Linked DNA regions of Drosophila melanogaster: regions 1 and 3 are each linked to region 2. Evidence: chromatin contacts called from public Hi-C data. All regions are on one chromosome and are shown on one strand. Each heading gives the region's core, a stretch centred on a gene start, on an enhancer-like site or on the middle of the called end of the contact. The rest is flanking DNA. Distances are from core to core; before and after follow the strand shown.

Evidence for each region. A called contact is a pair of places that touch in the nucleus more often than the background predicts.
Region 1: a contact with region 2 is called in a Hi-C map of the Kc167 cell line, with 6 times the contacts expected there. The contact joins the promoter of Zdhhc8 here to the promoter of nej in region 2. A contact is called at or near these places in 7 of 107 Hi-C or Micro-C datasets (the Kc167 cell line, the ML-DmBG3-c2 cell line, the OSC cell line and 3 more).
Region 3: a contact with region 2 is called in a Hi-C map of the Kc167 cell line, with 4 times the contacts expected there. The contact joins the promoter of Dna2 here to the promoter of nej in region 2. A contact is called at or near these places in 3 of 107 Hi-C or Micro-C datasets (the Kc167 cell line, the OSC cell line and embryo) and 2 of 6 datasets of contacts at active chromatin or transcription factors (both in the Kc167 cell line).

What each region holds. Positions count from the first base shown.
Region 1 is chrX:9,354,893-9,357,592 of dm6, forward strand. It overlaps Zdhhc8 (Zinc finger DHHC-type containing 8), which reads right to left and starts at 1,335. Exons shown (of 11, transcript NM_167189.6): 1 at 1,223-1,335; 2 at 1-286. BCL7-like reads left to right here and starts at 1,742. Exons shown (of 2, transcript NM_132334.4): 1 at 1,742-2,373; 2 at 2,671-2,700. The coding sequence starts at 2,028.
Region 2 is chrX:9,685,755-9,688,454 of dm6, forward strand. It overlaps nej (nejire), which reads right to left and starts at 1,312. Exons shown (of 14, transcript NM_001201647.2): 1 at 1,225-1,312. lncRNA:CR42657 (long non-coding RNA:CR42657) reads left to right here and starts at 2,435. Exons shown (of 3, transcript NR_123848.1): 1 at 2,435-2,700.
Region 3 is chrX:10,009,153-10,011,852 of dm6, forward strand. It overlaps Dna2 (DNA replication helicase/nuclease 2), which reads left to right and starts at 1,329. Exons shown (of 3, transcript NM_167214.2): 1 at 1,329-1,964; 2 at 2,022-2,700. The coding sequence starts at 1,419. CG33557 reads left to right here and starts at 58. Exons shown (of 3, transcript NM_001014730.2): 1 at 58-309; 2 at 419-549; 3 at 607-897. The coding sequence starts at 83. The coding sequence ends at 701.

The sequences.
Region 1 (2,700 bases), core at 85-2,584, 330 kb before region 2:
TTTGTTTAAGGATGATTTTATTTTTTTTTTTGGTTGGGGGGGGGGGGTACTTTTGGTAGGAGGGTCGGGTGGCGGGGTCGGGCGAGGGGCAGAGAGAGAGGGGGCGGGAAACAAGCGAGACGGCGAGACGAAGCGGCGACGCGTGAAACGGGATCGACGACGTCGACGGCGGCAGAGACAGCGACGCCGGCAGCGCGGCTTTCAGATTCGCGGGAAACGGAAAATCGGGAAAACTCGGGGAAAATTCAGCTTCGACTTTTCAAAGTTCTGGCTTTTGAAGCGGCTGCTGTTTTGGGGAAATTGCAGAAATAAATTTATAAATGAAACTGATTAGGTACACTCAAGAAAAATATTTCACTTAACTTTCACTTGAAAAAAAAATCACAATTTCAAATGACACATTACACTCGCATTTCATACATTCGCTATCAATTCGTATTATATTTACTGCTGAGTCCCAAGAATCTCACTTAAAAAAATGAATACTTATGATTGAATAAAATAAAATGTTTAGTGCTAATTAGCATATTGCTGCACATTTAAGTAAAATGTTTAACTTATCAAATGACAACATAGAATGAAATAAAATATCACACTAACATAGATTCCTCTAACTTAAATTCCGAAATGTTGAACTAATTTATATCGCTCGTTCCCCTTGTTTACTTTTGTTTAAATTCCTGCCATTTGAGTTGTTTACTTTATTTTAAATTTCTATAATTTATTCCAATTTGTTTGCGTTTCTCTCTCTCTCTCTTTTTCTCTTTCGGGCGAGGAGCGATTCTAGCCTTGCGTTTGCATTGGTGTTAGTATCGGTGTTAGCTTACGCACACATTTCTAATATCAATTATCCAGGGGGAAAATTTAAGAAAAAAATAAGATCGCTGGCTTTCTCCTGATTTTCGTACAACTATTTTCAATTTCGTGTGCGTTTGTCGTTTTGCCTTTTTCGTCTTTCCCCACTTTTCTTCGTTCTCTTTTCCACCGCTGCTTCTTCTTCTTCTCTTCCTCGTCCTCCTATCACCCTCTTGCTCGTTCGCCTGGCTCTTCACATATACCAGCAGACACACACATTCACGCACGCACACACATACATTCGCACACGCACGTTGTTGCTGCAACGTTTTTTTTGTTTTTTATTTCGGCGTCGCCTGCATTTTCATCTTAATTATCGCTCTCGCTCGCACGCACTGCGAGTTTCAATTCGCGTAAATAACTTCACTTTTCCCGGCTTTGTGCGACTTTTCATTCCATTCTAATGGGCGGCGAACGTTCGGTTCGCATTACGAAAAAATAAATAAAAAATAAGCGGAGCGTACGCATAATTTCGTCGGTCGGTGGAAAAACATCGAAAAACCATCGAGCCATCGAAGTGACATCGTAGCATTGTGATATCGATATGTTGTCGATGATAAAGAATCGACAAATCGATACTCATCGCGCATCGATATTTCGCCCATCACTCTCACGATGGTACACGAAAATATACTAGATTATACCATTTGGCAACATTGGCGTTGCCAGATAATAGAAACCGTTGGACTAACAGTTCAAAATTATTATTTAAAAATTTAACGGTTGTAGCTGTTCAAAAACAAACGGCTAATAATTTAGCTCAGCTCAAAAATTAAGCACTTGAGTTACAAATCATACACGAATTAATAAGCTATCACACTTTAGCACGGACCTTTAGCCAATGGTCACACTGCAGCCCGTGAAAACAACGGGCAATCATTCGATAACATCAGTTGAAAATCACGCTTGCTATCGATTACTTATTTTTGTTGTATTAAAAAATATTTTTGCGAATTGCCAAAAAAACTGAACTATCCACTGGTTAACTGGTCGAGACCAGCCAAAATCACGAGACACGATCCCACTTAAAAGCCAGACGGGGAGAGTTCAGTTGTGAAGCAGCCAGAAGTAGCGAAAACACTTAGCGGCTTTTCGTGTGACGCCGACTTTGGCTAAGGAGGAAAAGCGATTAAAGCAGGAAGAGCCAGACCAGGCGCCATCGACCCACAGACATGTCGCGCAGCGTGCGGGCGGAGACGCGCAGCCGGGCGAAGGATGACATCAAGCGGGTGATGCAGGCGGTGGACAAGGTGCGCCACTGGGAGAAGAAGTGGGTGACCATCAGCGACACCACCATGAAAATCTACAAATGGGTGCCCATCGCCTCCGCCAGTGAGAAGAAGGCCAAGCTGGAGTCCTCGCCGGGATCGGCTGCTGTCCGGAGACCGCCCCCCGGCTCGGGCGTTACGCCGGTCGGCGGCAGCAAGAGCGATAAGGAGAACTCTCAGAAGGGCACGCCCACGCCGCCGCAGATCACGCCCAGCTACCAGGGACTAACCGCCGAGGACTCTAACACCTGTAAGGATGGCTATGTGCTGGTTCTCTTTAAATAAGTAGTTGGGTTCTATGTCTGCAAGCACTGCGTTAGGAGCCAAAACAAAAAAACAGGATGCAGTATATGGATTTTAGGACCTTTACGAGGTGCCATTAGTCTCATAAGCTTGCGGAGCTGCTATAAAAATTGCTGTCTTTGCATTAGCGATATTGTTTACATTTGGTTTTTGGCTTCAAAGCGTATTTCCTATTCAGCACAATTTATCACTCCAAAGCACATGTTTACTCTGTCTTATTCATGCGATCTCTATCTGTACACAGGTTTCTCCGTCGTGTCCGACAGCCAGGGCG
Region 2 (2,700 bases), core at 62-2,561:
GTTACGACCCGAAATCCATATAAATGCCTTTGCTAGCAGTCTGTTGGCCCCGTAACAGCTGTTAACCGCTGTCGGAACACTGTTTTGCTCTAGTCCCTCGCTCTCTGCGTCGGCGAGACCGCTCACGCCATGCGCTCCCAAAGAGCCGATACGCACACACGCGCACACATATGGCGCGCCAGATAACGAAGCAGCGAGTCCAGAGATGACCACATGATGACGGTGACACATTCGCCGATACTTTTATGCGGTCACTTGAAAATGTGCACAAAGAAGTTTTGTAAGAAACATCATTGGTTGGAGACCAACATCATTATGAAATGAATATTCTTTGCAGCGTTTTTGAGATCAAATAGGTATTCCAAAAAGATGTTTAATATGAATTAATAAATCAACATCTTGAATGAGTGCAGTTGTTTAGAATTTTTTGTTTAAAAAAGTATTTGTAGACATTAATTTTGAAAACGTTTGTCCATCGTAAAAATCTAGTTTAAAGTTCTTCAAAGGAAAAACGATATTTACAGAGGATCACGTAAGTAATCGAGTCATTGGATTTGCGCATCTCTGGTGGGTTCAGTGTTAGCGTGTTTTCCGTTCGCTCTTGCCGTGAGAGACAAAGAGAACGTGTGAGAGAGAGGCAAGCCGAAAAATCAGCCGCCGAAGGATACACTATCGTCGTCCTTGTCCGACGAACCGGTGGTCATGCAAACAACGCACAGAACAAATTAATTTTCAAATTGTTCAATAAATGTCCCACTTGCTTCTGTTGTTCCCCCCTTTCCGCTAGCGGAATTTTTTATATTCTTTTGGGGGCGCTCTTTCGTTGACTTTTCGAGCACTTTTTCGATTTTCGCGCGCTGTCGAACGGCAGCGTATTTATTTACAATTTTTTTTGTTAGCGGCCGCCGTTGTTTGTTGCAGATACACAGCGCACACATATAAGCTTGCACACTGATGCACACACACCGACACGTTGTCACCGAAATGAACGGGACGGCCATATGACTGGCTGGCGCTCGGTATGTGGGTGCAAGCGAGATACCGCGATCAAGACTCGAACGAGACGGGTCAGCGAGTGATACCGATTCTCTCTCTTTTGCGATTGGGAATAATGCCCGACTTTTTACACTACATGCGTTGGATCTGGTTATTTAATTATGCCATTTTTCTCAGTATATCGGCAATTGGTTGCATTAATTTTGCCGCAAAGTAAGGAACACAAACCGATAGTTAAGATCCAACGTCCCTGCTGCGCCTCGCGTGCACAATTTGCGCCAATTTCCCCCCTTTTCCAGTTTTTTTCAACCCAGCACCGCTCGTCTCTTCCTCTTCTTAACGTTAGCATTCGTACGAGGAACAGTGCTGTCATTGTGGCCGCTGTGTAGCTAAAAAGCGTAATTATTCATTATCTAGCTATCTTTTCGGATATTATTGTCATTTGCCTTTAATCTTGTGTATTTATATGGATGAAACGTGCTATAATAACAATGCAGAATGAAGAACTGAAGAGTTTCAAAACCTAAAAATAATTGGAATATAAAGTTTGGTTTTACAATTTGATAAAACTCTATTGTAAGTGGAGCGTAACATAGGGTAGAAAACAGTGCAAATCAAAGTACCTAAATGGAATACAAATTTTAGTTGTACAATTGAGTAAAATGAGCAAAGCGCCTATTTTGGATAATATTTGCTGTTTACAAGGGGAACATATTCATAATTTTCAGGTTTAGGTTACGCATATGTAGGCGTAAAGAAATAGCTATATTTGTAGAAGTGCATATGCACTTTATAAAAAATTATCCTACATTAACGTATTTTATTTGCTTTAAAACCTATCTGAGATATTCCAATAAGGTAAGTGCAGTAATACAATGTAAATAATTGCAAATAATGTTGTAACTAAATACGTAAACAATAATGTAGAAGTCCGGCTGAAAGCCCCAGCAGCTATAGCCGATATCTATATGATTTAAACTCTTGTCTGCAACGTTCTAATAAATAAATAAAATGCAAAATATAACCTATTGAGACAATACATTTATTTTATTTTTTTATATCATCAATCATCTACTGATTTCTTTCGGTGTATCGCCTAATCCATCTGTGAAATAGAAATGGCGCCACCTAGGTTAAGAAAAGATAAACAGTTGCCTTTAGTTGCATGACTTCCCGCTGGATGGTGTTCAAAAAGCTATTACATAAGGGTGGGTGTCATGGCTATTTGCTCTTTGGGTTATTGTATTCGCTGTTTAAAACTGCGCACACAAATAATATTTTAGATTTAATGTAAGACAATTTGTATCAATAAAAAAAAAACAAAGTGAGCTTCGGTATTTCGATTTAAATTTGTTTAACAAAGTAGGCATTGAACATAATTTCAATCACAAGACAACCGACCCACAAGCAAAACCCTCATTTCTACTTTGACTCCCAAAGAAAACACACAACGTAAAAATTATCGAATAACAAATACGTTTTGGAAAATTTAGAATAAAACATGAAAGTACGAAAGTCAAACCAGGAAAAGCCAAAAAAAAACAAAATAAGAAAAACAATACATAGATCATTTAAAGCTAAAAATAGGCTAGCTAATAAAGTGCCTCGAGCACGCACTTTAATGCTTATGGTGGAGAATGAGATAATGTATAATAAAAATATTAATGAACAATTACCTGCACGGGTTATTGACGATTCAGATCC
Region 3 (2,700 bases), core at 79-2,578, 320 kb after region 2:
GCCGGGGCATATAGAAGTGGATATAGTCATGGGCTCGGCCATAGAGTCCGTTCAGTTGCTCGCCAATCGCCGCTGCTAACGGATGGCGGTCTCATCGTCCTCGTCGTCGTTTTCCAACTACTTGATGGCGGTATTTGCCCAGGATAGCAATAGTAGTGGCAGTGCCAGCGGAAGTGGAGCAGCCGCCGACTCGGAGGACTCCCAGATTGGCCAGGAGGCCAATCCAGGTGGCCAGGAGAATCAGGGAAATCACAGGAGGCGACCGCCGCGCCAGAAGATCAATGCTAGAGAGCGCTATCGGACATTTAAGTGAGTAAAAAGTATATAAATGTTAATAAGCAAAACATAGCCCTAGTTGAAAGTGTATTTATTAACAATTAACCATTTAATATTTTCTTTTTTTCCTAAACAAAATCAGTGTTAATTCGGCCTACGAGGCATTAAGAAATTTAATACCCACGGAGCCCATGAATCGCAAGCTTTCAAAGATCGAGATCATCCGCCTGGCCAGCAGCTATATAACGCACCTAAGTAGCACCCTAGAAACAGGTTTGCTTAAAAAACGTTATTCATATAAAAGTATACTAATTTGTTTAAATTTTTAAGGCACTGAATGCCAGCCATGTTTGCTGCACAAATACGAGAGCGAAGGAATAACTAGACGTATCAGTATCTGCACCTTTTGCCTGAAAACCAAATGAAATTAATTATTTATTGGATATTTCTAAGAATATTTATATAATTCGTCGTATCTGTTGCATTTAGGAAATCGAATTGGGCGCCCAATTGAAGCGCCACCTATGGTAATTTTCTGGAACGAACTTCCACCGAATGTGAACTGCTTGCCACAACACAACTGCTTTACTAAGCTGTTGTAGTTCTTCAACATTTCGATCTCTTGTGTAGGATAAAAATAAATTAAAATTAAATTAAATTAACTATAATATTGAAATCTATTTAAAAATTGGTGGTGATAAGAATTCAAAATCAACACGAGCAATTTAATATATGTCGCTAAATTGTCGCCATCTGTGCGGATGTTTTCCACAACTGCGCCACCTGTACTTCGTTAAGATGACTAAAATTAGTAGCTAGATCTGAAGTATCAAATATATACATATAAAAAGAAAACAAAAAGTAAGCAGAAGGCAGCTTAAGCAATTTTATATATTAAATAATTGTTTGATACACATTACTTCATTTTCTAACAACTGTTAGTGATAGAAGGAGATTTTAGTTTAAAACACGCGGTAATTTTTAAATAGCTACAAGCTAGCTAAATAGCAACGAGGCGCCGGTGTGTTCATAAGTATTTTACCACACGCAGAAAACAGTCACTCTGTTCCCGCCAAATCATTTGTACGCATAACTGAAATAAAGTAAATAATTTGATTTAACAATAACAAATAGCCCCTTCGATGGCCACCAAACGCGTGCTGACGCCTAATATTTTGGAGAATGATAACACTGACGTGACGTCATCCAATCCACAAAAGAAATTCAAAGAGCAACTGGATTTTTCGTCAGACGAAGTGGAGAACATTGATTGGGGTGACAATGATGACTTCGATTTGGCGCTGATTGCAGCTATGGATTCTATATCCAATCATCGATTGGAGCTCACCAAGTGGCAGCGTTGCGAAGTGGTGCGGCTGGAGCAGCTCCCCAATAGAAAAGGCCTTAAAGTGCATGTTAAGAGGATTTCTGGCGGGGATCCGGAGACAGCTGATTGCCAACTGCTACCGCCGTGGAATTGCATGCCAATGCAAGTTGGAGACACTGTCTCCCTGTTGGGCAAGTGGGATCCGTCTGCAGGATGCTATGTGGTCGATAAGGAGCAGGGCTACTGCGTGTCCCATCCGGATTTCCTCATTTCCGGCACCACAGTCACCGGTTCCCTGTTTTGCAAACGGAAATCTGTTCTGCAGGAACGATTTCGCGGTCTGGACTCGGGAAACTCTGTTGTGAGTACATCTCGATATCAGCATAACCCAATTTATCCAGAATGTATTCCATTTCAGATGGTCATTGGCACTCTGGTGCACGAATTGCTGCAAAAGGTTCTACGCCAGAAGCTCTTCGATAAAAAACACATTCAATCTGCCCTCCAGGAGATGCTGGCCAGCTCTTCTTTGGCTCATTTACTCTATGCCAGCAATCTCATCCAGGTGGAAATGGAGGATCATCTGATGAAATTCATTGATCCCATTGTCAGTTTTGTGGCCCAATATGTGAAGGGTGAACCGCCAAGTGTTTTGCTGCCCGAAGTCTATAGAGGTCAAATCCACGAGATATGCGATATAGAGGAGAACCTCTGGGTTCCACAACTGGGACTCAAGGGTAAGGTGGATGTCTCCGTAAAGGTAAAAAATCAACGGCAGAGGGAGGAGATCATACCACTGGAACTGAAGACCGGCCGAGCCAGCTTCTCCATGGAACACAAGGGCCAATTGCTGCTCTACCAACTGATGCACTCTGCCCAGGGCAGGGATACTCAATCGGGATTGCTTCTGTACCTCAAAGAGGGACTCCTACGAGAAGTTGCTAGCGGGAGAAACGAACAGAGGGATCTCCTTATGTTAAGAAATGATCTGGCCTACTGGCTAACACGTGAAGTAGCCATTCCGGCTAGCAAGGAGGATCCACTGGAGCAACTGCCGCTACCCGAACCCGTTTACCATCACAGCGCCTGCGGCAATT